6 separate regions of the Mus musculus genome follow, and regions 2, 3, 4, 5 and 6 are each linked to region 1. A link is a contact called in public promoter capture Hi-C data. All regions are on one chromosome and are shown on one strand. Each heading gives the region's core, a stretch centred on a gene start, on an enhancer-like site or on the middle of the called end of the contact. The rest is flanking DNA. Distances are from core to core; before and after follow the strand shown.

What was found. Promoter capture Hi-C pulls out the DNA fragments that hold promoters and counts their contacts.
Region 2: a promoter capture Hi-C map of liver shows a contact between it and region 1, with 5 times the contacts expected there. The contact joins the promoter of Thsd1 here to the promoter of Gpat4 in region 1. A contact is called at or near these places in 2 of 39 promoter capture datasets (both in liver) and 1 of 115 datasets of contacts at active chromatin or transcription factors (large pre-B cells).
Region 3: a contact with region 1 is called in a promoter capture Hi-C map of pre-B cells, with 5 times the contacts expected there. The contact joins the promoter of Slc25a15 here to the promoter of Gpat4 in region 1. A contact is called at or near these places in 5 of 39 promoter capture datasets (the 3T3-L1 cell line, the C10 cell line, liver and 1 more), 1 of 484 Hi-C or Micro-C datasets (embryonic stem cells), 1 of 115 datasets of contacts at active chromatin or transcription factors (stem cell-derived neural progenitor cells) and 2 of 9 other capture datasets (adipose tissue and liver).
Region 4: a promoter capture Hi-C map of pre-B cells shows a contact between it and region 1, with 3 times the contacts expected there. The contact joins the promoter of Slc20a2 here to the promoter of Gpat4 in region 1. A contact is called at or near these places in 7 of 39 promoter capture datasets (the 3T3-L1 cell line, 3T3-L1-derived adipocytes, the C10 cell line and 3 more), 2 of 484 Hi-C or Micro-C datasets (B cells and CD8 T cells) and 1 of 115 datasets of contacts at active chromatin or transcription factors (extraembryonic endoderm stem cells).
Region 5: a contact with region 1 is called in a promoter capture Hi-C map of embryonic stem cells. The contact joins the promoter of Vdac3 here to the promoter of Gpat4 in region 1. A contact is called at or near these places in 12 of 39 promoter capture datasets (the 3T3-L1 cell line, 3T3-L1-derived adipocytes, the HPC-7 cell line and 7 more), 2 of 484 Hi-C or Micro-C datasets (embryonic stem cells and muscle stem cells) and 1 of 9 other capture datasets (liver).
Region 6: a contact with region 1 is called in a promoter capture Hi-C map of hematopoietic stem and progenitor cells, with 3 times the contacts expected there. The contact joins the promoter of A930013F10Rik here to the promoter of Gpat4 in region 1. A contact is called at or near these places in 6 of 39 promoter capture datasets (the 3T3-L1 cell line, the C10 cell line, embryonic stem cells and 3 more) and 1 of 9 other capture datasets (adipose tissue).

The regions. Positions count from the first base shown.
Region 1 is chr8:23,205,942-23,210,370 of GRCm38.p6, reverse strand. Gpat4 (glycerol-3-phosphate acyltransferase 4) reads left to right here and starts at 1,918. Exons shown (of 13, transcript NM_018743.4): 1 at 1,918-2,072.
Region 2 is chr8:22,224,775-22,229,203 of GRCm38.p6, reverse strand. It overlaps Thsd1 (thrombospondin, type I, domain 1), which reads right to left and starts at 1,901. Exons shown (of 5, transcript NM_019576.2): 1 at 1,775-1,901.
Region 3 is chr8:22,396,539-22,400,967 of GRCm38.p6, reverse strand. It overlaps Slc25a15 (solute carrier family 25 (mitochondrial carrier ornithine transporter), member 15), which reads left to right and starts at 2,347. Exons shown (of 7, transcript NM_181325.4): 1 at 2,347-2,528. It overlaps 1810012K16Rik (RIKEN cDNA 1810012K16 gene), which reads right to left and starts at 2,247. Exons shown (of 3, transcript NR_045473.1): 1 at 1,985-2,247; 2 at 1,690-1,821; 3 at 1,377-1,523.
Region 4 is chr8:22,474,147-22,478,575 of GRCm38.p6, reverse strand. Slc20a2 (solute carrier family 20, member 2) reads right to left here and starts at 1,876. Exons shown (of 11, transcript NM_011394.3): 1 at 1,651-1,876. Smim19 (small integral membrane protein 19) reads left to right here and starts at 1,697. Exons shown (of 4, transcript NM_001146117.1): 1 at 1,697-2,070.
Region 5 is chr8:22,592,060-22,596,488 of GRCm38.p6, reverse strand. Vdac3 (voltage-dependent anion channel 3) reads left to right here and starts at 2,676. Exons shown (of 9, transcript NM_011696.2): 1 at 2,676-2,805. Gm30086 (a long non-coding RNA gene) reads right to left here and starts at 168. Exons shown (of 5, transcript XR_870239.2): 1 at 1-168.
Region 6 is chr8:22,634,599-22,639,027 of GRCm38.p6, reverse strand. It overlaps A930013F10Rik (RIKEN cDNA A930013F10 gene), which reads left to right and starts at 2,219. Exons shown (of 1, transcript NR_027886.1): 1 at 2,219-4,429. Polb (polymerase (DNA directed), beta) reads left to right here. Exons shown (of 14, transcript NM_011130.2): 11 at 1,874-1,960.

The DNA.
Region 1 (4,429 bases), core at 669-3,168:
TCTCACTATATAACCCTGGCTAGCCTAGAACTTACTATTCAAACCAGGCTGGCCTCAAACTTATAGAAATTCACTGCCTCTGTTTTCTAAGTGCTAGATTAAAGGTGTTTGCTACCATGCCTGCCCTATGTTAGTTTTAAAAATGTTCTTATTACGTTTATCCACTGATGTGTTGGCGTGTTTGCATCCATGCGCATTCATGAGCTTGCTTTTGCCCCAGTCCACCTGCTGAGGTTAAAGGATAACTTGCAAGAGTGGATCCCTGGAATTAACTCAGGTCATCAGGTTTGACAACAGTGCCTTTCCCCCACTGACTCATTCACTAGTTCTTTGGGGGTTGTTTTAAGACAGAGTGTCACAGGGCTAGTCCAGGCTGACCTGGACTTACTGTATAGCTAAAGGTGACATTGAACTTCTGATCCTCCTGCCCTTACATCTGTGGAGTGTTTCAGTGAGTGTTAGTTAGCTATCATGTTTCATTTTGAAGAAACCATGACTTTAAAAAATATTTTCCTGTAGTCATTCCTCAGCAGGTAAGCATTGTAAGTAAGCATCAAATTAGCACATTCAGGGGTTGCACTGTATTAGAATTCTTGATTTTAAAAACTGCTTCAGTTAATCTGCTCACAAAAATCTGTTAAATCATTTTTGGCTTGGGATTAGGGCAGAATCTCTAATAATTTCTGAAATGTTCATAAACTTACTAATATTGTTTTGTACAAGGTATTTGTGAAACGGTGTTCTCAGCATTGACAATTATAAAATTTAAAACGTTGGGAAACTTTATGTTTTATATCCTTTGGTATCAAATATTTAGCTGATTTCTTTATATTAAGAGTGGCAGCCGGGCAGTGGTGTCGCATGCCTTTAATCCCAGCATTTGGGAGGCAGAGGCAGGCGTTTTTCTGAGTTCAAGACCAGTCTAGTCTACTGAGTGAGTTCCAGGACAGCCAGCGAAAAAACCAAAAATAAAATAATAAATTAATAGAGTGGCAAACACATCCATCTCATTAATATGCAAATTTGCTTTAATAGTTAATATAGGAAAGCTACAAATACATAGCAAAAATGCTTTTAAATAAATTTATTATCATTAAATATGTCTTGTATTCCTGTTATAGTTACATACCTGGAGTTGTGTAAAAGTTTGTGAAGAAATCAACAAATGGAGGTTTAAGTCCTGAATTAGGGGAAAGGTTAGGTACTCTTGGAAGTATACAAAAGCAATAAACTCGGAGGCTGGGAATGTGGCTCAGCTGGTCGAGTGCTTCTTTTAGCATGCACGAGGCCCTGAGTTCCAGCCCCCAGCACTTTATAAAACTTGGGACGGTAGTTTATTCCAGCACTTCAGGAGGTGGAAGCAGTCGGTGCAGAAACTGAAGGTCATTGGGCAATTCGCAGTTTTTGAGGCAAGTCTGTATTACAAGACGTCCTGTCTTAAAAGGGGGTGGGGTGGGCCAAAGAGGCGTGTCCCCCATCCCTTCTTTCTCTTTCTTCCACTATAAAGGACCCACGTCAGCAAAACAAGCCTGTCTTTGAAGCTTCCAGTCTGAGGAGAGGTTAGTTAGAACTGTGGCTGGGTTGGAAAACTGCAGTTGGCCAACCAGCCAATTACGTTAAGAGAAGCTCCGGGATGCCCGGGTAGTGCTGGGATGGTGGCTAACGTTTCGTGGCCAGCCGGAACCGAATCTCACACAAAGTCCCACAAAGACTCAGTAAATGAACCTCGCCATGCCGGGTTCTCCCTCTCCCCGGGAACGATGCCTGTTCTGGACACAGCTCAGACAGGCCCCGGTTGGCTTTCAGAAAGCGACCTCGGCTCACGCTGGCGAGCATCAGTGCGAGGAGCGAGCATCGCCGGAGCCCCGCCCACCCTGGGGTCCTCCGGGAGACCGCGCAAGCGCGGTTGGGCGGGACTCGGGGGCGGGGATTGAGGGGAGTGGGGTCCACGTCCAGCGGCGTAGACAAAGACGGGCGGGCGTACGCACGCTCTTACGTACGCCTGGGCCGGCGGCGGGCAGGGCAGGGCGGGAGCGGCAGTCACCGAGGACTGGAGCCGAGCCTCACGGCCGGTGAGTTGGATGGACCTGGTCCTACCGGACGCCCCCGGCCCCGGGCGGGACGCGGGGTCGGCAGCCGCGGGCCGGGGTCCCGCCGGTGGGGCAGCCGCTGCCGGGCGGTCCGAGCTCCTTCACGCCCGCTTGCCCCACTCCTGTCCTTCGCCAGCCCCGCTCCTCTCCTCCCGGGCTAGCCCCGCTGTCCTCTTGCCGCCTCATCTCCTCTCCAGTCGCCCGGCTCCTTGCCGCTCGGCTCCTTGGCTCAGCCAGCCCCGCTGTCCTCATCCGGCCCTTTCTTTCCCTTCCCTCCTCTCCTCGGCCGCCCCGCTCCTCTCTCCCCGACCGGTTTCTCTCCTCCTCAACCGACCACGCTCCTCTCCGCAGGCCGCTCGCCGCCTCGGCCTGGTGTGGCCCGGAGCTGAGGAACGTGGCTGAGAACCCGGCGTTAGATCACGTGGAAACGGGTTTCCCCCCCAGAATCCGTCCTTTATCCCGTGCTGTGCTCACACTGTCTTCTTTTTCGGGTCTGCCCCCTCTCCCCCTTCCCGCATTGGAGAGTCCCAGTGTCCAGGTTTGCCCCCGGATAGGGGCAGCCCTGCTTGATGCTACATGACTTTCCTGAGCCACTAACTAGAACTGCCACTATTCCAGCCTTCTTCACACCCCAGACTCCCTTTCGCCTTGGTTCCATGCCCTCAGTGGTAGTAGCATCCTACCTGGAAGTTTGACTTATTTATTCACTTTCCATCTTACTTGGATATTACATTGGTGACTCACAGGTTGTAGAATAATCTATGTGAAATTGTCAGGCTTCGCGGACGTTAAGTTCCATCCCATACCCATCTCTTGCGTATTACCGGTAGATAGCCTTTGAAGAACTTTGGTTTCGCTCGTTTTCCTTAATTTGAGCAGAACTTTTAAGAGTCTCTGCAGAGTTAGCGTGTCTTCGAGATTGTATCGCAACCCCGTAAAGACAGGCATAAAAATCACTGCGACCAAAGACTATGGTCAAAACTGTAATCCTGCCTGCTAAATTATCCTTCCTCTTTCTGAGAGTAATTTTTCAGACCTATAATTTGGAGAATTTCAAATATGCAAAACCAGGAACGTATGCTCATTATTATATATGCTCAGTGACATCTGGGGTTAATCATGCAATATCTGCATCTTCATTTATTTTACTTCTTCTGTCTCAGGAAGAAACAAAAATTTAGCACTGGAGCGCGCGCCGTGTGTGTGTGTGTGTGTGTGTGTGTGTGTGTGTGTGTGTGTTGGAGGTTTGTGGTTTATTTAATTTTACCAATGAGCTGTATATCTCCCGTCTCCATGTTTTTGATAGACAGTGAGCCTTTACAAGTCAAAAGTAGCTTAAGTTTCAAAATGAAGATTGTAGCATTGCATAAAATCGTAATATGTTTTTGTTGAAAGGTACCCTATTATTAAAAGTTCTTCCTTGAGCTGAGGTGCTGGCTCTGAGTAAATGCTATATAAACATGAGGACCTGAGTTCAGATCCCCAGCATCCATGTAAAAAGCCAGACATGGCTCTCACCTGTAGTCTCACTGCTGGGAGGCAGAGACAAGAGGCTCCTGAGAGCCATTTGATAAGATTCTGGTTCAGTGATAGACTCTGTTCCAATACAGTGAAAGGACTAGAGAGATGGCTCATCAGTTAAGAGCGCCTGAAACTCTTGCAGAGGAGCTGGAGTTGATCCTGGTACCATATGCTGGTTTACATTTATCTGTAACTCTGCCTCCAGGTGATCCTATAGCCTCAAGTGTTCCTGGCCACATACAGATACACACTTACACAATTAAAAATAAAAACAGGGTTGGAGAAGATGCCTTGGACCTTCAGAGCACAGGCTGCTCTTCCAGAGGTCCTGGGTTTGATTCCCAGCATCCACATAGTGGCTCACAACTGTCTATAACTCACTTCCAGGGGATCTGGCACCCTCTTGTAGCCTCAGACACCAGGCATGCACATATATACATGAAGGCAAAACATTCGTAAAATAATAAAACAATTGGAAGTGGAAAATGACTAAGGAAGAGACCTGAATTCTGGTTTCAGTATGCACATATGTGAGTGAGAACTTCAGATGGTTTTGTCCAGTGTCTTTAATTTTTAAACAAAGAGGGGTTCGTTGGCTTGTCCAGACCCATAGAGGCCAATATTGAGGCTAGGAAAAACATCCCATTTCCCCAGCTCTGCACTGGGTTTTTTCTTCACTGCCACTGTGAAGTGCCACTTTCAGATTCCCTTGAAAACTTATAATCATGAAACATGTAGGTGAGTTAATACAAGCTTTTCTAATGAAGGACAGAGTAGTACAATGAACTGTGCTTAATTTAAAAAAAAAAATAAGTGTG
Region 2 (4,429 bases), core at 652-3,151, 980 kb after region 1:
GATACTGTACCTGGATAGAAATACTAGAGTACTACAGAATAAGCCTTGGGTCGCTTAAAGGTAGTTTCTTTGTACTAGAATCTAGTAATCCAACTGCTCTATTAAGCATAACCAAAAAATATGCTTTCTTAATGCTTACTGTCCCTTGTTATTCATAGATAACAGTTTCTTTGTGGCCTCATGTGGGCCACGAAAGCTCTCTACCACTGAAGCGCATCTCTACCCGTGTATAACTTTGCAAACACAGACTCCATACCTTCTGATAGAAGACAGAATTAACAGAGTTAAGCAGGCAGATTGAAACAAGCCACCACTCAGTGGGAAGGAAGCTGGTGTGTCTCTATTAGCTTTTGTTCAGTAAGAGCTAGGAGAACAAAGGAAACTCTGCACTTCCTGAAAACGAAGGGGTGGGGGTTGCAGCTTAACTATGCAGATGATTGGCCTCCCTTCCTTTCCTCAGCGCATCAAAAAAGGAAATTCTGTTTTAGTGGAAGTCGCCTTGGATTTGATCTAATCATTACCTTGAATTTGGATGGGGAACACGACTTTAAGACTTCAGATGAAAGACTCAGAGGAAGCATCCCATGGTGGCCCCAGCATCTGTAGCTCCCCCCAAAATCTGAGGCAGGAGGATGGCTTAAGCCTAGGAGTCTGAGACCAGCCTAGACAACATAATAGGACACCACCTAGCAGCGGCCTCCGGAAAGGTGAACTCAGCTTTCTTGGATGGCTTGCTTCTCGGAGATAATATTCTTCTTAAAACTCTTTCTCATCACTGATTCTGTGATTGCATTTTCTTGCTTATGAAGATGGGTGGTTAAATACAGACCTGTGTGATGATCTGTACTTAGAGCTGGACAGAGATGGAATTATAGAACGCAGTCTACCTGAGCATTAGGGCATGCACTATGATGATGATTATAATAAGCCTCTAAAATGGGAGGGGGCACTACTGATTATTACCTTTTTTCACCACGTCCCCAATTCCCTGAGTAGTTGCTGAGTAAAATGTTTGGTGCTGAGAATCATTTTAAGAAAGTAGGAAAGTGGGAACATTTTCAAGATGTTTGAAATGCTTTGTATAGGGCTTGGGTGGTAGAGGACTTGCCTAGCATGTGAGAGACCCTGGGTTTGAACCTTTGGAGCTAAGAAAAACAGTAAAAGTCCCAGCCGAGAAAGTGGAGAAAAGTGTGTGTGGATATTCTCAATGGCTAACAGAATCACCCCCTCCCCCCCTTAAAGCCAAGCTTTTCAGAAAGCAGCTAAATGATTCATAGCCGACAACAAAGGAAAATTAATTTATATCCACAGGACATCGTTAAAGAATAAAAGGAGGAAAATAAAAGAATAGAAGGAGAAACAAAGTAATTTCACAAGCAAGGCTTCTGTGTATAGATCCAGGAATAATGTCTGTTAGGAGGCAATCTGGATCCCAGAGCTGCGCTTCTGAACAAGCTTTCTCTATCCCAACCATGGGGTGAGCTGTGCGTCCCCCGTGAAGCCCTGCTCTCCTACCAACTCACTTTCCAGAGGTGCTTCAAGTTCCCGGGTGCAAACCCAGTCCAGTGGTAGTCAGCATAAAACTTGTTACTGAGGTCATTGCTTATTGTTAGTATCCCAGAAAGAGACTTTTGGAAAGCCACAAACGTATGTCGCAACGTTGAGTTTCCAAAGGTTCCAATCTGAACTCCTGCCTTTGAGAGTCCCGTCATTCGGCCACGCCTGCGCCAGGTGCCCGCCCTGGTGGTGGGCCACCTGAGCTTCGGATCCTTACCTCGGGTCGGGTCTGTCTGGCACGGCGGAAGTGAGAGGGGAGCCTCAGCGGCCACAGGGTGACTGACCGAGCATCTCCCGTCCCGCAGCTGCACGCCCGCCCGGGTCCAGAGCTCCGGCACGCTCCCAGGCTGCCGGGACCACGCCCCGAGGCGGGCTCTCAGAGGGCGGGGGTCAAGCGCAAGAGGTCCGCCCCGCTCCCACTCCTGGGCAGCGCATCTTCCTTTCCTGCCCGCCCCTAGCTTGCCCTGTGGAGAGGAAACCTGCAGGAAACTCTGGGTCCAGAGGCCCTGCTAGGAGGTGTGGTCGCTGCTAGTGCAGCACGTATTTACACCCACAGTCCACTTCCCGCTGCAAAGACCCAGTGCTTTAAGAGAGAGCCAGCAGCCTTGCACTTAAACCATTCACTTCTCCCCCATGTCATTTTCTTTTGGAGGGTGATCACAAGAAGAGCCAAAAAGTGGTATGGGTAATTTCTAAACTTGCTCCCCCAAATGTCACTGGAGTTTGAAAGGAATATACTTCAGATAAAGCGCATTTTCCTTTCTCTTCCTCTGGAGCAAAACTTGGTTAATTAAACATTTTAAAAATAAACATTTAAAAAAGTCTATTCTACAAGTATTTTCTTTCTGAAAGAACCGGAGGCTACGTTTCACGTGGTTTAACAGCTGCACTTGCCATCCAGCGCTGTGCAGTGAGCTTTCTTTTGCGTGTAACAACCACTTAACAGACAAATTTAGTAATAGAAATCAGCATAGCCTCTAGATGGCCAGCACCCAGCAAGAGGTACCAGGAAACTCTCGAGGAGTGAAGCATGTTAGGACCGAGTTGTGTGGATTTACTGTGCATGTGTCAGACCCATGAGACTGGATGTGGGGCATGTGCCTGTAATCTCAGGAACTGGGGAAACAGGATTTCACATACCTGGTCAGCCTGGACTGTACAAACGAGAGCCTGTTCCTGGAGGCAGACTGTGGGCGAGGCACTACATACAGAGCAGCAGCGGAGCTCTTGCTTAGCAAGTTGGTGAGGGGGAGCCAATGGTTGGCTTGTAAATTTCGCCTCAAGTTTGGAGATTATGCCAGTTGCAGAAAGTTGATCTTAAAAGACAGCGCAGTCACTTAGATGCCATCAAAGGTCAAGTTTTTCTAGGGAGTAATCAACCAAGTGACCAAGGAAGTTCTCACTGCCGTCAATACGATCTGCTCTGTCATTCATCAGCTCAAGGTAGGATCCCTTTCAAATTCGTGCCTGCCATATGAACATCAGATAGTTCCTGGGACTATTGGTTTTGAAAACAAAAAACAAAATGCAATTTAAAAAAATCTCAATGGAAGCGCCTGTGTAGAGTTCAGCGGGTAAAGTCTTATGGTCGCACTTGGTGATTCCAGGTAGCCCTGAGTTGCCCAATCCCAGCTTTCCTCTGCAATAAAAGGAATATAGCAGTTAAAGTTTTGTGGGGAGTCAGTGAAACACAAAAGGCACCTTGCTCTGTATTAACCTTCCCAAGGACACTCTCACCAAAAAAAGGTCACTTTTTGGTTGTGAGACTTAAATCTTACATGCATTTTAAAAATAGCAGCCTTGTCTCCTGAGAGGCTCTGCAGTGCCTGACAAATACAGAGGTGGATGCTCACAACCATCCATTGGACGGAGCACGGGGTCCCCAATGAAGGAGCTAGAGAAAGTACCCAAGGAGCGGAAGGGGTCTGCAACCCTATAGGAAGAACAATATGAACTAACCAGTACCCTCCAGAGTTCTCTGGGACTAAACCACCAACCAAAGAAAACACATGGTTGGGACTCATGGCTCTAGCCGCATATGTAGCAGAGGATGGTCTAGTCGGTTATCAATGGGAGGAGAGGCCTTTGGTCCTGTGAAGGTTCTATACCCCAGTGTAGGGGAATGCCAGGGCCAGGAAGCGGGATTGGGTGGGTTGGTGAGCAGGGAGAGGGGGAAAGGGGTGGGGGTTTTCAGAGGGGAAACCAGGAAAGGGGATAACATTTGAAATGTTAAAAAAACAAAATGTAATAAAAAATCCTTTAAAAAATGTATCAGCCTTATTGAAATGTCTCATCATTTTAAATTATAGTTCATGAGAAACTGACTATCCTGGCTAGTTTTATGTCATCTTAACACAAGCTAGAGTCATCTGAAACCTCAATTAAAAAAAAATGCTTCCATAAAAATCACACTATAGGCAAGCCTATATAGCTCATTTCCTTAATTAGTGATTGATGGGCCCATTGTGGGTGGGGCTATCCCTAGGCTGATGGGTCTGGGTACTATGAAACAGCAGACTGAGCAAGCCAGTAAGCAGCACCCTCCGTGGCTTTGCATCAGCTCCTGCCTCCAGATTCCTGCTATGATTTACCTCAGTGATGGACTGTACTGAAATAAGCCCTTTTCTTCCCACACTGCTTTTGGTCATGGCAATAGAAACACCAACAAAGACCCTGTATTACTGTCTTTATGAGACAAACATGATATAAATCTTTTCTGAAATAAAGGTAACATCAGAGGAAGGACAGTGGTAGGACCTCAGGACTGAACTCAAACTGGCTTTCACCATACACTGAATGCTGGCTAGGAAGATAGCTCAGTGGAAGCGCACTTAACCTAGCATGTGCAGGGCCAAGTTCCCCTACTCACTGA
Region 3 (4,429 bases), core at 1,098-3,597, 810 kb after region 1:
TTTCTCCTCGATCACCAAGTGCACATTTGAATCCAAGATGTTCTGTGTTTGTGATTTGCTTGCAACTCCAGTTTCACACTGCGTTATCTGCCCCCCACCCCCTGCCCCATGATGTCATTAACCTGCACATTGTGAAATTCTGGTACACCGACAAAGGTTTGATTCCTGTAGTCAGTCAGTCTGTCCTCTCACCTGCGTCAAACCTGCTGCCTTACTGGCCAGCCACACTGATATCTTGCATAATCCCAAGGGTAGTCACCATTACCTTGAGCAGAGAGTCCTGTGTGTGACTGTTTGTTCATTTGGAAGTCAGCCCTGAGACACACTTTGTTGTCCAATGAGAGCAGTGTTCTTTGCCTGTGACATGCTGTTTTCAAGAGGACAGAGAGGTAGGTCAGCAGTTAAGAGCACTCACTTGTCTTAGAGTTTCTATTCCTGCACAAACATCATGACCAAGAAGCAAGTTGGGGAGGAAAGGGTTTATTTAGCTTACATTTCCACATTGCTGTTCATCACCAAAGGAAGTCAGGACTGGAACTCAAGCAGGTCAGGAAGCAGGAGCTGATGCAGAGGCCATGGAGGGATGTTACTTACTGGCTTGCTTCCCCTGGCTTGCTCAGCCTGCTTTCTTATAGAACCCAGGACTACCAGCCCAGGGACACCCACAAGGGGCCCTCTCACCTTGATCACTAATTGAGAAAATGCCTTGCAGCTGGATCTCATGGAGGCACTTCCCCAACTAAACTCCTTTCTCTGTGGTAACACCAGCCTGGATCAAGTTGACACACAAAACCAGCCAGTACAATTGACACTCCCCCCTCAACTTGACACACAAACACATCACTATAAAGGAAGCACACAAGGAAGACGGCTCACCACTGGTACCTCTTGTTGTTCAAGGGACAACTTTGCCTTGCAGCCTCCACAGGTGCCAGCATGCATGTTTTCATACATACACATCAATTTCAGAATTAAAGGAATCTTTAAAAACGTGAAAAGGCTCATAGGGAGGCTGAAGCGGAGTGGGAAGCTGGTGGTGTAGGGGTCACATGACCCTGAGACTCTTCCAATTGAATAGGGCTAGAGTTAAAGATAGTTTTATCACTCCTGTGAACCACAGTTTTCTTAAGTATTCCCTGCTCCTTTTGATTTTATGATTCTTTTTTAAAGATTTATTTTATTTATGTGTAGTGTGTGTGTGTGTGTGTGTGTGTGTGTGTGTGTACCCCTGAAGGAACCTGCAGATGCTTACAGAAGCCAGACGGGGGAGCTGGATACACACCAGCGCTGGACTTGGGCGCTACCAGATGTGGGCTAAGAACTGAATTTTAGTTTCGTTCTGTTGCAGCAATGAAACACTGTTGCCTAAACTGCAGCTTGGAAAAGGTTTATTTGGCATTCTCTTCCAGATTGACGGAAGGCAGGAAGTCAAGGCAGAAGCCATGTAGGAATACAGATTACCGACTCACTTTCTTGGTTGATCTCTGGACGATGCTTTTTTCCCCCCTCCAATCCAGGACTTCCTGCCAGAGGAATGACACCACCCATAGTGGGCTGGGCTCTCCAGCATCAATTACTGATCAAGACATTGCTGCTACGGACCTTTCCATCCTCAGACTGACTGGATTTAGGCAATCCCTCTACTGATTCTAGGCTGAGTCAAGTTGATAAGTATCAAAGGTTCTTTACCTCTGCGCCCTCACTCCAGCGTCACTTTGAGCTTCTAATTAAAGCCTCAGGAATATATCGCTGGGAACTATAAAACCTGCAGCGGCAGCTTATATTGTTGTCTTTTCCATAATGTTCCTGGGAATGGATTTCCTTAGGGGAGAAAGAATGAAACCTAAAGCGACACAAAATAGACAATCAGACAAGCAACTAAAACCTAGGGATGTAGCTCTGTTGGCAGAGCGCTTGCCTAGCATGCAGGAAGCCCCACGTTTCATCCCAGCCACCTCACAAATCCAAGCCTGGTGGAACAAACCTGAAATTCCTTCTCTTGGAAGGGGGAGGTAGGAAGATCAGGAAGTTCCTGACCACCCTCAGCCATATAGCAAGTTAAGCCTGGGCTATGCGAGACCCTGTCTGTAGACAAATAAACAGATGATTTAAAAAGCTGCCCATAAGGGAACTTATAGTTCACCACTACCATTCTAGTACTTTCCATTTACTGTTAAAGCCACAGCCTCCTGGGGCTGGATAACGCTGGGAGACCTCAAGGTGAGTCCTCCCGGAGGCTGCCAGCTCGGCAGTCAGCGAGGAGAGCAGATTTCCGTTTCCTTGGCCAGCCTTCGGGAGGGAGGGGCGGAGGGGGCCTCGCGTGGGGGAGGGCCGGTAGGGCGGGACTTCGAGAGGGCGGGCCCTCAGGAGGGCGTGGCCTCCGGAGGGAGGGCTGGTGGAGGGGGTCTCAGGAGGGAGGGCCCGAGGGCCGGACCCACAGGGCGACCTTAAAAATTGCCCGGGGGCCCGCGGCCGCCAGCGGAGCGCGCGGGCGGCAGAGGGCGAGCCGGACACAGCCAGGCGCGGCGGTGAGGCTGCGGGAGCGGGCGGGAGCGAGCGAGTGGGCGACCGGCCCGGCTGGGGAACGCGGCTGACAGTCCCCGCCCTGCCGCACACGTGCCGCGGCTCCGGGCGCGCGCACCGGGCTCGCTGCGGGGTCCCGGGAGACGCGGAGGTTCGGGCGGGCGGGCGCGGTGGCCAGTGTGCGCGCGCTGCGCGGAGCAGAGCAGAATCCGGGTCAGGCCGGGTGAAGCGCTCCGCAGCTGCGGCAGTAGTTGGCACCCCGGTTGTCCCGGGCTGGGCCCGAGGGGTTCGATTGATGGTGGTGGCAGGCAGGCGGCCTTCTGCAGCCCAGCTGCAGCTCCAGCTGCAGCTCCAGACGGGTCCCTCCTTAGCGAAAGGCAGCCTCACCTGCGCTGAGCACCCGGGAAGTTCTTTCTGGCACCCTAGGAACCAGTGGTTGTGTCGGCGGCGTTGTTTCTGGGACTGCTGGGTAGTTTGAAGGAAGAGGGTGAGACGCTCAAAGGATTCGGGGTTTCTACTCCAAATGGTACAGCAGGCTCCTAAATTAGTTTAAATCCGCGCAGACCGGTCTGGTTTTTGCAGGTCCTGCATATCCCCCAAGCCACAGGTGATACTCAGGTCCTTGTGCATTCTTTCTGGGTTCATCTGTTAGTAGCGTTTCTGTCTTCTATAATTTGACAGATACCCCTGAGAAGGGGGCTAAGTGTTAAGAGTACTTTCCTGGTATGCAGGAAGTTAGGTTTAATTCCCAGCACGGGAAAGCACTTAAAAAAATATATCTTTTTAAAATTGTAATTAACATCATTTCCTCCCTTCCCTTTTCTACGCCTAACCCCTTCGGTGTAACCATATCCCCTACCCCCTTTCAAATTCATGGCCTCTTTTTCTCAGGACATATAATGCTACTTGTCTCTATATGGTGGATAACCAACTGGGGACTGTACTCTGGGGAAGACTATGCCCCCATTCCCAGCTTTCCTTACTCGTTTGTAGTTCTTTGTCAAGGGTTGAGACCCCCTCCCCCGAGATTTCCTTATCCATGTTAGTGTGTCTATTGCTTTCATCCTCATGTAGGTCTTGTCCCCAAGTTGATGCGACTTCATGGCCTTTCTAACATTTCTAGGAGACTCAAGTTCACAGCAAACTTACTGTCCCTTTGGCTCTTGGAGGGGGGGGGGGGATTAAAGGTTAATTCTGCACATATTATTTCTCTAGGACTTGAAATGTTTTCATTTGGTGTATGTGAAAGGGTTGGATTTATAGTGACTGCCTAATTAGATACACTTTTCTATGCCTCCAAAGTTAGTAAAGAATAGTTCCTGAGGAAACAAATGAACACATTGAAGCTCCTCTGAGACCACTGTGGATACTCCCCACCACCTGGTTGGTCTTTTACTTTCCCTGCAAAAATGTAGGCACAGGTGTTTCTGTAATCACCAGGTTGCTAGTTTTAAAAGAAAGAAAGGTTCTTGGAATAAGGTCATTGACTTTTTTTTTTTTTAAATTCTGCCCTTATTTTCTGGACTTTTTGGATGGCTTTGGTATTTGAAAGAGTCCTGGCCTAATGCACCAGCCCCTTCATTGTGATGAGGAGTAAAATTGTTCTCTGTTACGTGTAAATTAATTCTGTATTTTGAGAGCATACAGAATAGTTTTGGATGATTGGTAACTTGGATCTTGTATGTTGAGTCATTCTCCTTTCTAGTTAATGTTAAATTCATTTCTCAGAAAGGTTTCTTTCTTTCTTTCTTTCTTTCTTTCTTTTTTTTTTTTTTGTCTAAAGGTAGAAGGAAACTTTGTTTCCCCAAAGCCTTTAAAAAAAACCCAAACATTTCAAGTCTTGCTGTAAAGAGAACAGCAGCAGTTTGACTCTTTGGGATATACCCCTGGGATTCTCATCAAGCAA
Region 4 (4,429 bases), core at 627-3,126, 730 kb after region 1:
TATAGTTTAATCTTACACTGGATATAATAAGTGAATATGTGTTTAAAATACTTAAATCCTAATTTAAAAGTTAGGCACAAGTATGCACAATACAGAAAAATCTAACATTCTTAATATTCAAATGCTCAGCGAAACCCCAAAACTCCTAGCTGAGTGTAGGAGGGGACACTTTTGATCCCAGCACTCAGGAAGCAGAGGCAGGCAGGTCTCTTGAGTTCAGAGATATATCCTGATCTACATAAATCCAGGCCAGTCAGAGATACACAGTGAGACCCTACCTAAAAGAGAAAAGGGGGGGGGGGCAGTCAAGCAAAATAAAAAAATCTAACAGCCTACAGCTTGTTTTTGTTTAATTTTCTTAGTTTGGTGTTAAAAAAATCATTTCACATGTTTGTTTGCCTTCAGTTAGGAAGTGTAGTAAGAAATACAAAGGACCCCAAATTTGAGTAACGGCTCTGTACCTTTGCCTGGTGCCCACCCTATCTAGATCAACTTCTGACCATGTTATATAATGGGCACTTAGGAGTAAGAAAAGAGCCACAAGGCTTTTAAAACTCTTATACACCCAAATGGACTAAACACACTTCTATGAACTTCTTTCTAAAGCCACACTAATTTGCTAAGTTATTCTGTGATCAGCACCCTTATTTTCAGAAGAGAAACAACTATTTAAAGCCAACGTTCTACATAGTGGTGCGAGCTAATCAAACTTAAGTATTGAGAAACTGAACAATCTACGCCTATGTAAGAAGTTCCCCTTGAGAATGAACTGATATAAAACATCTATGAACATCTGGCACTGTCCCGGCAAACAGGCAGCAAACACCACGTGTACTACTCTTTCTAATTCTCTAACTTTAAACTCAAACTAAATGGTTTAAAAATTATATAAATGATTGTGTGTATAATATACGTAAACGCACATACACTGATACTACAAAAACATGTTACTGATCCTAAGGGAAGGTGAGTTTGTAATAGGCAAGACAACTTGTGAAAAGTTACAGTCTAATTATTTGCTCTTATCTCTGCACGCCAACTCAAGAGAACCGCTACACTGCGAGCAAGAATGGTAACAAGAAGTCAGATGATCCCGGAGAACTTGCCCTGCTGGAATTGCTAAGCCCTTAAGCACGTGGACAATGGGCCGCTTTATTTGCATGGCCGCACTAACCTGGGGGGACCGACTGATCGGTTTAATGGCGAAACTGCACTCACTCATTAACGATCACCACCTGCCTCACCCTGGAAAACGTAACCTTATTCAAGTCCCCCCACGCAAATGGTGTTTTTCTTTTTTGTTCTTTTTCTTTTAAAAACACCCTAGCCATTCAAGCAAAGATGCGAGAGAGCAGTCGCCTCGGCCTCACAGCCGGGAAGATGAGGAGACCGAGAACCCAGCCAGCCAGCTTCGTCCCGGGAGCACGCGCAGACACCCCGAGACCGCCCCACCGCGGAGGAGCCTCGGCGCCCTCCGGCCTGAGCCCGCCGCTTCCCGCCCGCGCCGACCCGGGCCGCGGCGCGCGGAGAGACGCACCGCCGCGCTGCACCGCGCTGCGCTCGGCTCCCGCCACACGCGGCACGCGGTGCCGCCGCGGCGTCGGGCTCCGATCCCGCACAGAGGGAAGGAAGAAAAACCAATAACAAAACCTGGCTTCTCGTTCCCTCCGGAAACCGCGGGCCGGCAGGAAGTGACGAAGGCGAGGTCGTCCGGTCCGCTGGGTCTCGGCCCGCGCTCCCCGCCCGACTCCCGGAACAGCCCGAGCGGAGCGGAGCGGCTCGGCGCGGCGGCCTCCGCACCTCAGCAGCCGCCGAGCGCCCGCCCGCCCGCTCTCCCGCTCGCTCGCCCGCCCGCGCGCGGCTGCGTCACCGCCCCGCCCCCGTCCCGGCCCCGCCCCGTCCCGTCCAGTCCGGGCCCAGCCGCGGGCTGCGAGCTGCTGCGGGTCAGATCCCGACCTGGGTGTCTCTGCGGGCGGAGTGAGCGGGGCGGCTGCAGCGTGCCTAGGGTCCCCGGAGCCCGCAGAGACGCCGGCGGGAGCGTGCGGCGTCCCGTCGCGGGAGGACTGTCCTGTATGTCACCTGGAACAGATTGCACAGGCTCGGGGGAGGGGGGCGGCGGCTGGAGGAGGCCAGGTTTGGGCGTCAGATCTGTGTGCCACCTCTGCGCCTCCCGTTCCCCGGGTCCCTGTGGCCTTGGGATCTCAGAGCCACCACTGTCACCTGTTATTGAGTTGCAGTGCGTCAAAGCAGGATGGGTGCAAAAAGAAAAAAAAAATTACTCGAACGTGTACTGCGCAGTCCACAGGCCTCAGCTATGCTCCGTCCTCTAGGATGGGGTGAAAGCCTGTGACCTTGTTCCCGTCTGTTTTAGGACCTCAAACGTCGCAGTGCTTCAGAGAGTCAGGAGAATGAATCTTCCCCTCATGGTGTTTGGGTTCCGTTGTTAGAAATTATGTGTAGTCTGAATTTCCGTGAGAGAGTAACAAAAGTCCCACGTGAGAGGCAGAAAATAGCATTCCAAGCGAGGTGGCAGGTTCTAGAACGGAGTGGACAAACTTTAAAACTTAGGATAATGTCTCATGATTACCTGAAAAGGATTTTGTCACCCAAAAGGAGGTCAGCCTTAAACTAAATCCCGATGGATGCGTTTTTTGATGTCATGATCTCTTAATATGCGTGTTTAACCTGCAGCTTAAATCAGCTCCATCTAGCTAGCATCTTTCTAATGCAATAATAGTTTAAACATTACATCACCGGACAGCTGAGGGAAGATGTCAGTTTTCCCATAAGAGCCCAGAATGTCACTCTCAGCATCAATCTACTAGAGCATTAACTTGCCTGAAATGAACCAACCCCTGGACATTTTACTTTAGACTGAAGGGGAAAGGCGCATATCCTCACACTTGGTTAGGTTACACAAAGTGCGTGGGAGGCGTGGTTAAAGTACCTCCATGTCTGCACTGTGGACTCTGAACTCTCCATTCCTGACTCTTCCAAAGCGTGGCCTTGATGGTGTCAGGACTAGCAGGAGAGGCCTAGCTTCAGTGCAGACCCTTTAAACTGTGGGTCTAAGGAAACTCATCCACCCAGGACCTGTGGAGCAGCGGTGTTATTGCATACTATGGATGGTTTTATAGAATCTGTTTTGCCATCCTGGGTCAGCAATGGTTAGAAAAGCTTTTTCTAAGTATGATTAAAGTGTAATATAGTAGGAAGCCATCAATCTCTGGGTAGAAGTATATTATTCACACCATGGCAGGTGGACAGGGTTGTGTCGAAAACCTTCGCAAGAAATTAACCGGGTTCAGATCCACTAGGCATTAGGAAACATTGTGTTAATTTGTCAGGTAAATAATTGGCACTCACTCCGGATCCTAGTGGCCCCTGCCTTATTGATCACTGATTCTTTCCTGATTGGTTAACTCGTAGTTCTGAGGGCTATGACTGTTAACACTTTATGGTCTGTGCTCTCGGTACCATCTCCAGTCACTTAGGTTTTACCAAATATGATCATGGCTATTGCCATTTTAGGATCGTGGCATTTACAACGGTCTAAAGTGCCACAGGTTAAAGGCAGTTTTAGCATTTGGTCTTCCGGAAATCTCCGTCTAAAATAGACTGACTACTATAAATCAAAAAAAGTCAGAGAACCCTGAAATTGGGGTTAAAAGATAAGATTTGAACATGTGACTCTGCCACCTATCCTATTCTTCCCACACGACCAAAAGCCCATCGCTACGGCCATTAATATTTGGGAGTTAGGTCTACCCAAATATCTAGATAGTAAAGTTTTACGTCTTTTACAGTTAAATTCTGTTCATTGTTCCTTGACCAAAATATTTTTACAAGACCAGTGTTTATACCAATACCTGTAGCCTGCCTAAAACTGCCTGAATTACTTTCAGACATCCCTTTTGTGTTCAACATGGAGGAAGAACTTTGCCCTCAGGGAAAAATTCAGCTCTCAAACAGGAATAAGAAACCTTTATTCTTTTGCTACACTTGTGTTTATCACCCCTGCTCTCTGTGGGAATTTCTCCAAAGAATGTGTGATTATGACTACGTAGCAAAGTCACTTTTAATCTCATTACTTCTTTTTAGCCAGATTCAGTAAACCGGCCAAGCTTGGTCCAGCTCCCGATGGACAGGCATGTTGGAAGGTACAGGATGAGCAGCTAGTGTGCGCCTGTTCTCTTCTAGGTTGATGTCGTGAGAGAGGCTGCCCTCAGAATCCCAGCCCTTGTCTGGGTCTATGTTTGGAAGGGTTTCATTCCCGTTGTTTTCATCTGAGTGACTGCTACAGTTTGGAAACTTCAGTAGCATTTCAAATTCGGTTCTTTTAGCAATATTTTTGTATCTTAACAAACAGTGATAATAGTGTGCTCTGTGCCTTTTAAAGATTTATTTATTTTATTTATGTATGTGAGTA
Region 5 (4,429 bases), core at 1,427-3,926, 610 kb after region 1:
TGCCTAGAGGGCTGGTCTGCAGCGGCTGAGTCATATTTGATGTTTGCTAGAGGACTGAACTGCTGAGAAAGATCAAGCCTGCCCCCAAAGAATTAATGCTGAACAGGTCCACTTCTCCCATATCCTAATATCTTTTCTCTTCCATTACCTCTGCTGGGTGGCAGGCCAGAGGAGAGGTTGAACCCTTATTAAAAGTAGGTTGCAAAGAAAATGTATGCCTACACAAAAGTTGTGGGAGTAACCAACCACTGTCTGATTGGATTTAAAACCTACCTCATGAGTCTGACATGCCTCACACTGCTTTGGTGGCCAAGAACCTGAGACTAGATAGGCCATGGATCTAGGAGAAAAACCAAACTCTACTGTTCTAAAAAAAGGAATTTAGGTATAAAATGAGTCCTAACAATATTCTGCTATATCCGTTGTTTTTAAAACAAAATCCCAAACGTTCAATTTACCACATGAAGACTTAGAAGCCAGAAAGCTCTGGTGAAAGCCCACTAGCTCAGAGAAGCAGAGAAAGCAGCTGACTTTCCTACTCCTCTGACATCCTGGAAGAAAAAAGCTTTCTCCTTTTCTATGCTGTCTTAAATACTACTTAACTCAAAGACCGTCCTTTTGCTCACTTTCTCTCAGTCGGTTGCTTGCTCTACCTCTTGACCTGCCGGTGACTTTATTTAGCTTGTGTTTACAGAAAGCTCTGGGTGTGCTATGGTTGAGCCACACCAGAATAAGGGTTTTCCAGTGCACAGTCCTGGGGTTCTAAATGTGAGCAAATATCCTGCAACAACTCATGGATCAGTGCCTCTTTCAGTCATCATCAGAGAAGCTTCCCCCTGCAGTGGATGGGAACTAACACAGAGACTCACAACTGGACAATGTTCAGAGGGTGAGAGACCTGGGAACACTCAGTCCTAAATGGGATGTCTCCATCAAATTTCTCCCCTCAGGGCTCAGGCAACTGGAAGAGAAGTGGAAAGATTGTAAGAACCAGAGGGGTTGGGGGATGATACCAAGGAAACAGTGTCTTCTAGACACAACAGGGCTGAGTTGTGTAAGTGATGGTAGAGAAACTACTGAACTACAGGGTCAAGTCAGGTGGTGCTTCCAAGTGGACACAAGCTTCCATCCGTAACAGGAAACTATCTCTAATTGGCATCCACTTGCAAAGAAAACAAAATGGTTTTCTTCAATGGAGTCTCCATGCCCAGCCATAGAGGGACAACACAAAATGAACTCAATGATTCTGACTTTGGGCCTTTTGTTTTGTTTTACTTGTGTTTTGTGTGTATGTTATGGACTCTGTGTTTATGTGTCTACTCTCCTCGTACTTCCTCTTTATTATTTTTCTTTTTTTAAGTTCTGGTTTGTTTGACTATTTGTATTCTAAAGAGAGAAATAAAGAAGGCATGGAGTCAGGTGGTTGGGGGAATCTGGGAGGAGCTGGGGGTGGGGAAACATGACCGGGATATAGTGTATGAAAAATTATTTTCAATAAAAAGAGTTAGCGGTAGAAACATCAACAAATATTTCCAAAAAGGCCATTTGTACATAACCAAGGCACAGTACCCTCAGATTCTACGTTGCTCTAGTACTAGTGTACTAGTGTAGTTTACTCAAATCTCCTCAGTTGCTTGGTTGTGTTCAATAGCCCTTTTGTTTTATCCACAGTCCAACTGAGACTCACAAAAACACTTTAGCATTACATCTTTTTGTTCTTAAACCCTTTTCTTCATCTTTCATGACATTGAAGATTGAGCAGTTGCTTCGCAGAACGTCCCTTAATTTGGATTTGCTTTCTCGCCCATAGACAAATTACATGCTTTGTTAAGAATACTGACTCGTGGGCTGGAGAGATGGCTCAGCCGTTAAAGGCTAGGTTCACAACCAAGAATATAAGAATATCGACTTGTGTCCCTTTCTGTGAATGACAGGGCACCTGAAGTTAGCTTTAGTCACTTGGTGAAGGCGATTTTCTGGCTGTGAAGGTCCTTTCCTCTTCAGTAAATAATCCGCGGAGTGAGTGAGTCCTGGGAACCATCGGGATCTCCTTAACCGTTTGCTGGGGAATCGGTTGTCACTAAGGTGGCTCTAAAGCAGTGGTGTGTTCCTTGCACAATTCCTGCGACATTGATTTCTCTTCTAAGAAGAGCTCTCTCTCCATCCTCTCTCTCTCTTGAATTAACTTGCATGCTCTAGAAGCCCGCAGTCGCCTAACCTCTAGGGCCTGGGTTTTCTCTCATCGTTCCAACTGAGAAGACTCACATTTTAAAATTACAGTTGACCTGGGACGAAGTTCCCATAAAGACCTGCAAGTCATCCACCATAGAGAGGGTGGCAGGGTCTGGGAGCGACACTCTGGCTGGCAGCTCGCGTCCGCAGAGCCCGCCCTGGGTCTCTGCTGGCGCCCTGCCCGCCCGCGCCCCTTCAGGGGACAGTAGCTACGGCTTTGGCACATTCTCGCGAGAGCCGCGCCTCCCGGCCCAGCAAAGGTCCTCAAAGGCCTTTCGGCCATTTCCACACCACCCCGCGCCGGTCACCCGCCAGCAGGGCCCCCACTGCGCCCGCGCACTCGCCCGCGCACGCGCAGCCGGACAGTTGGCCTAGGCGCCCGCCGCGGGGCCCCTTGCACGTCTGGTCTGAGGCGCGGCGCCGCGCCGCGCGCACTCGCGCTGGGGGACGACGGGCGCGCAGGCGCACAGGCGCGGCGGGGGAGCGAGGTCGCGCAGGCGCAGACGGCGTTGGTTCGAGAAGACCTTCAGCGTTGCCTTGGTGGAGCGGGACGGGCCCACCCTCGGGTTGTAGGTGAGGCGACCGCTGCCGCGGGCCGGGTGGGCGGATGGCCGGCGGGCCTGAGGAGCCGGCCGAGGCCACGGAGGAGGAGCTGAGGGGCGCCGACCTAGGGCGAGGCGAGGCAGGGGAGACTCCGCTGCCCGGACCCTGTTGGTCGCCTGAGGGCGGGAGTCGCCGCCCTGGGCCGGCCGCGACCTTCCGCCGCACCCGGCGTGCGCACTGGCGGTCTGCCCGGGGCCAGGCTGGAAGGCGGGCGGTTTCTAGAGAGGACGAGTCCCGGAACCCCAAACCTACACCCGACCCTGTCCTCACCCCGCTGTCTGGTGTGTCCAGCACTTGTCAGGCGTGTCTTGCACTCCCGACGGCCGAAGGGTGGATGCTCTTCATGCATCTTAAAAAGCAGAAACAAGGAACAAAAGAGAAGCTGTCTCCTCTAGTTAGTGCCTTTTGTCGTCCTCTCAGGCTCTAATGCAGCCTCAGGGCATGGTGCATAGCTGTCTTGTAGCGCTAAGATGATTGTGAGGTTGTAGCTTGACTCTCGAGTAACATGGAGTCCGGGTTTTCTCGATTTTTTTGCTTGATCATACCAGCAGTGCATTTCCCATTAGAATCATGGGTCCGAGTAAGGGACAGTTTGGGCATGAACGACTTCAGTTATCCACTTGACTTTTGCAAAGTGATGATTTTTGAGAAACAGTGGATCAAAAACGCTAAACGCAGCTTGTAAATAGCACTTAGACATTTCGACCACCTTGGTTTATTTTCTCCCTGATCAGTATGAAAACCTAAAACTGTATAAACGTTTCTGTCTGAATACGTAAGACCTGTGTTTCCTCCCTCCTAGAATGATGGCAAAAGATTTACATTACTACCGGGACTGTAAAATTACCCTGCTAGTGGACTCCAAACTCTGTAACATAGAGCAGAATTTTATTATAGATTGATGTAGAACATCAATACCACTCATTTGCCTTGACTCCTTAACTTTTCCTTTTGATTGATGCCTTGGATAAAACCCGTGGCATCAATTATAGATCCTCTTCTATGTAAGATAAGTGCTTTACCCATACGCCATCCCCATTTCTCTATAAATTTTGGGTGTGTGTGTGAACTTGTTTATGTGGTGTATGTACACGTTTGTGTGCACATCCGTATGCATGTGGAGTCCAGTGGTTGATGTTGGGTATAGGTCTCCTCACTGAACTGAGAAGTCTTCCTGTCTCCGCACTTTCCCTACCCCAGTGCTGTGTGGGTCCTCATATGCAGTTCCTCATGCTTGTGTGACAGACACTTTGCCAATTGAGCCATCTCCTTTGCCCCGACTTTATATATGTTTTTTTTGTATGCTCTTTCCTCTTAACTTTATATCATAGTGTGTGCATGTGACAGGTACAAATTTTCAATGACTTTCCAGTTAGGACATAAGTCTTGCTGAATATGGTGGCACACAGCTATAATCCTAGCTCCCCGGAAGCTAAGGACTATCATATGTTGAGAGAGGTCAACCTTGCTACACAGTAAGTTTGAGGTGAGCCTGGGCTATAAACCAAGGCCCTGTTTATTTATAGGCAAAAGCCTAGCAGGAATTGGATTAAGAGTTGGACTGACTGAGTATAAATATACAGGGTAGTTATTT
Region 6 (4,429 bases), core at 970-3,469, 570 kb after region 1:
CTGCCTGGTTTTGTAGCACAACACTTACATCTGTCTGATGTCACATGAGCCAGGACACAGACACCTGGCAGAATTCTTCGCACAGCAGTGGATACACTGGTGTCCCCTGAATGTCATCCTGCTGACCCCCTAAGCTGACTGTGTCCTGTGAGAGGCAAAGTGAGTTACAGAGCAGGATTCAGTTTTTTTAGCATATCCTAACATCTAAAGAGATGAGATTAAAGAAGATATTTTCAGAATTATTTGTTATCAATATCAATACTTAGCATAAAATACATATTTTCATTGAGAGAATTTTTATCTGTTACAGAAGGGCCAGAGATATGGCTCAGCAAGTGAAGCTGCTTGTCATTCGGGTTCAGTCCCTGCACCCACATGGTGGGGGAGAGAGCTAACACTCTAAAGTTGTTTCTCTGCCTCTGCATGTGTACGCGTGTGTACACTTACACACTAAATAAATAAATGCAAATAACTACTGTAAAACTTATTTAAAAAAAACATATAAAGGCAGATCTTTAAATTTTAGAATATTTTTGCTTTTTAAAAAGAGCTAACCGGGCAGTGGTGGTGCACGCCTTTAAGCCCAGCACTTGGGAGGCAGAGGCAGGCGGATTTCTGAGTTCAAGGTCAGCCTGGTCTACAAAGTGAGTTCTAGGACAGCCAGGGGTATACAGAGAAACCCTGTCTCGAAAAACAAAACAAAACAAAAAAACAGCTAATTCTTTGCTTTGTTGAGGCCAAATGAAGTTTATTATCATTGAAAGCATAAGTAGGTTTTTTTTTTTTAATGAATACAACATTCTGCCTACATGTATGCTTGCATGTCAGAAAAGAGTACAGGGTCTCAATGTAGATGCTTATGAGCCACCTGTGGTTGCTGGGAATTGAACTCAGGACCTCTGGAAGAGCAGCCATCTCTCCAGCCCCATATAAGTAGTTTCTAAGAAAAAGAAATTGTTTCATTTGATGGTCAGACATGGTGGGTCCTTGAATCTCATCACTTGCACTCGGAAGGTTTAGCATGAGTTCAGTGTTAGCCCACTCTACAAAGTAAATCCCAGGCCTGACGGGGTAAGAAGGAGAGAGAGGGAGAGGGGGGAGGGGGAGAGAGAGAGGGAGAGGGAGAACACGAATAGGAAGGTGGGCAGTAGAGGCAGGACAGTCAGTGCAAGATTGCAGGGCAGTTTCCCTGGAGAATGCCGAGTAGAGCTGAGAGACCCCAACATGAGAGCAACCAGCTCTGAAGCCCTGTTCCCTGGTTATAAGCCCCAACATGCACAGGTTGGTATGCACACACATATATTAAATGAGTAAGTAATTTTGGAGACTTATGTCTTTAATGATGCACTTGTGTCTGTGTAGGAGTGTGTGTGTGAGCACAGGTGCCCTCAGAGACCAGAGGTCTCTGTTGGTTCCCTAGAAATATAGCTACAGGCAGTTGTGAGCCACCTAATGTGAATGCTAGAAATTGAACTGGGGTCATCTGGAGGAACGGTAAGTGTTCTTAACCACTGAGCCATCTTTCCAATCCCAAGTAACTTCTCTTTTTAAAGGAAACAGCATGGGACTCAGGACATAACTCAGGTAGAATGTTTGAATGTGTAGCATTCACAAGGCCCTGGGTTAGGTCCCTAAGACAGGGCATGATGGTGCGGCAGCAGGTTATCCTGGTCTACATATTCCTAACACAGCCTGGATAGACCTTCTCAAGGAAAGGAAGGAAAAAAAGAAACAAGTGTAGCAGACATAGCTTAGTGGCAGAGACTAAGGCCCTGGGTTCACTTTCCAACACCAAAAAAAAAAAAAAAAAAAAAAAGTTTTTTTTCTTGTTGTAACAGTATTCTTTTTCTATTTCCTAATCATGATTATACAGCCAAAGTTGTTACATCGTGTTGTGGAACAGTTACAAAAAGTCCATTTCATTACAGATACTCTGTCAAAGGGTGAAACAAAGTTCATGGTAAGTGTTCATTGCCTCACTCCTTCATGCTGTGTAGCTTTCTGTCGCCATCAGCTAGCAGGGCAGAGCATGGTGGCACAGGCAGAGCACCAGGACAGCCAGAGCTGCTGAGAGCGAGCCCCTGCCTCAGACAACAGTACAAAAGGATTAGCAGAGCTCCAAGAGGCGGGAAAGTGATTATCACCGTGTCTCCACTCGCAGAGCTACCCTCAGAATAGTTTACTAAAAGATTTTCTTGTAAACACTTTGTTAATAATTTGAATCACCAAAATAATTAGGCAGAATTTGCTCTTTAAAACTATTAATAATAACAGGCTCGAAGTAAATTCTTTCCTAAAATATCAAGTGGTTTCATATTCTCTGACTCAGAAGACTTTTAATGAGTGAGGTTCGAAATGCCTAATGAGTTCCAGGTGGGAAAACCCATCTCAAAAAAAAAAAAAAAAAGAAAAAAAGAAAGGAAGGAAAAGAAAAATAAGAAAAGCATCGCCAAGCCTGATTAGTAATCTGTTACATCGGTTACAGAAGGGAGAAAGGGGATTTAGTTAGGTTCATGACAGGACACACTGGGGAAAACCTTGTGCTGGGAGCCTACAAAAGGGCACTTGCAGAGACTTTATAAAATCCACTCTGCTCAACTGTCAGAGTTCTGTGGCCTTTGGCCTGAGATGTTAACCCAGCACTCAGGTTGAAGCAGGAAGGTTGCCATGAGTTCAAGCCCTGCCCGGACTACGTAGTGAATTTCAGGTCACACCAGGCCACAGAGTCAGACCGTATCTCAAAAAAAAAAAAAAGGTGGCAAATATATTAAAAACAGATAAGTCTCTCTGCATAAGAGAGCAGGAAAGCTAATGACAATCAAAATCTCACGTTTTTCCTTGGCTTGCCTTTCTTCTGGTGACTTCATTTGGGTTTGTTTTTCTCCATGTGCACTTTCCCGTGTCACATGACTGAGAGGAACGCCTGTTAGCTGAGGTGCAAGGCAATGACTGAGAAAGACAAAGTGCATCATGGTAAAGTAGATCAATGGTGATTTCCTGAGCCCCGGACTCGGGGAGGGTCATTTATACATGCCTGGGCCACTGAGCAGTGTCTAAACCACTAAAGAAAAGAGAGTCCCCTTTCACCACCATTAATATCATGTAGATCCTAAGGAGGAATTACATGATCCCTCTTCAGCTTCTCTTCACTAGCAACCTGTAAATCCTCAGGGAGAGGTGGGGTCTTGTAAGCCCATCCTCCCTTGAGGACAGAATAGTGATGGCCCGCTCTCGTATCCAGATCTTCATGGCTGCTGAGAATTCTAGAGCGCAGTAGCCATGTCCTGCCTGGAAAACAGCATGGCACAACATCCCACCCCTTCCTCTGCCCCTTCTGCCTCCTTTCTCTGCTCCCTGAACCTTAAAGGCTGTGATATAGATACACCATTTAGGGCTAAGCACACTCGCCTCTGAAGTTGTGAGCCCTGCAGTAATGGACACCTGCTGCACAAAGCTTTTCTGCCCTAGGCCGACAGTAGCCCTGACTCTCCAGCTTAGACATAAACACGGTTTGAGACACATCATGTTCACTTAGAGTACCACACAGCTGGCCCACCAGGCACATGTCCCATGGTTCTCAGGTCAGTATTATCAGTCACAATCGCAGCTCAGTGCGACAGCTCTCCCCCAGCAGCCTGCACAGCACCCGCCAATTCCTTATAAGGGGCCACAGACTCGTTTATGCTTCTTTTACAGGCCAGATCTCATCAAGGTGACTATTGAGGTTATCACTACAGTGGCTCATGCCTGTAATCCCAGCAGTAGAGAAACTGACACAGGAGAATTGCCAGTTTGGGGTCATCCTAGGCTACATATTAAGTTCCAGGCCAGGCTGTGCTGGTTGGGTTTTTTAAGATGACATTAGCCTGGACATATGTCAGAAGAGAGGTGTTTTTTTAAAAACTGGCTGTTCTGGAGCTTGCTATGTAGACAAGGCTACCCTGGAACTCACTGAGAAGAGGGAATCTTAATTGAGAAAATGCTTTCATAAGATTGATCCATAGGCAAGATCATGAGTGTTTTCTTGATTACTGATTATGTGGGAGGCCCAGCTCACTGTGGGTGGTGCCACCCCTGGACTGGGTTATGTAAGAAAGCAAGGTGAACACACCATAAAAAGCAAGACAGCAAACACTGGTTCTCTGTGGGCTCTGCTTCAGCCATGCCTTGACCTCCTCCAGTCAGAGGATAATGCTCTGGGAGCTCTAAGATGAAATAGCCTTTGCTTCCTAAGTTGCTTTTGGTGTTGTGTTTCATTACAGCAGTAGAAATCCTAACACAAGCCAATCTGGGCCACACTATGAGACCTTGCCAAAACAAAAACTAAACCAAGGTAGTCTTAAGATAGGAGTAATCAGATCCAATGCAAGCTAGCATGAGTCTAGGTTATTTCTTTTATTCTTTTATGTGTGTGTTTTGCCTACATGTA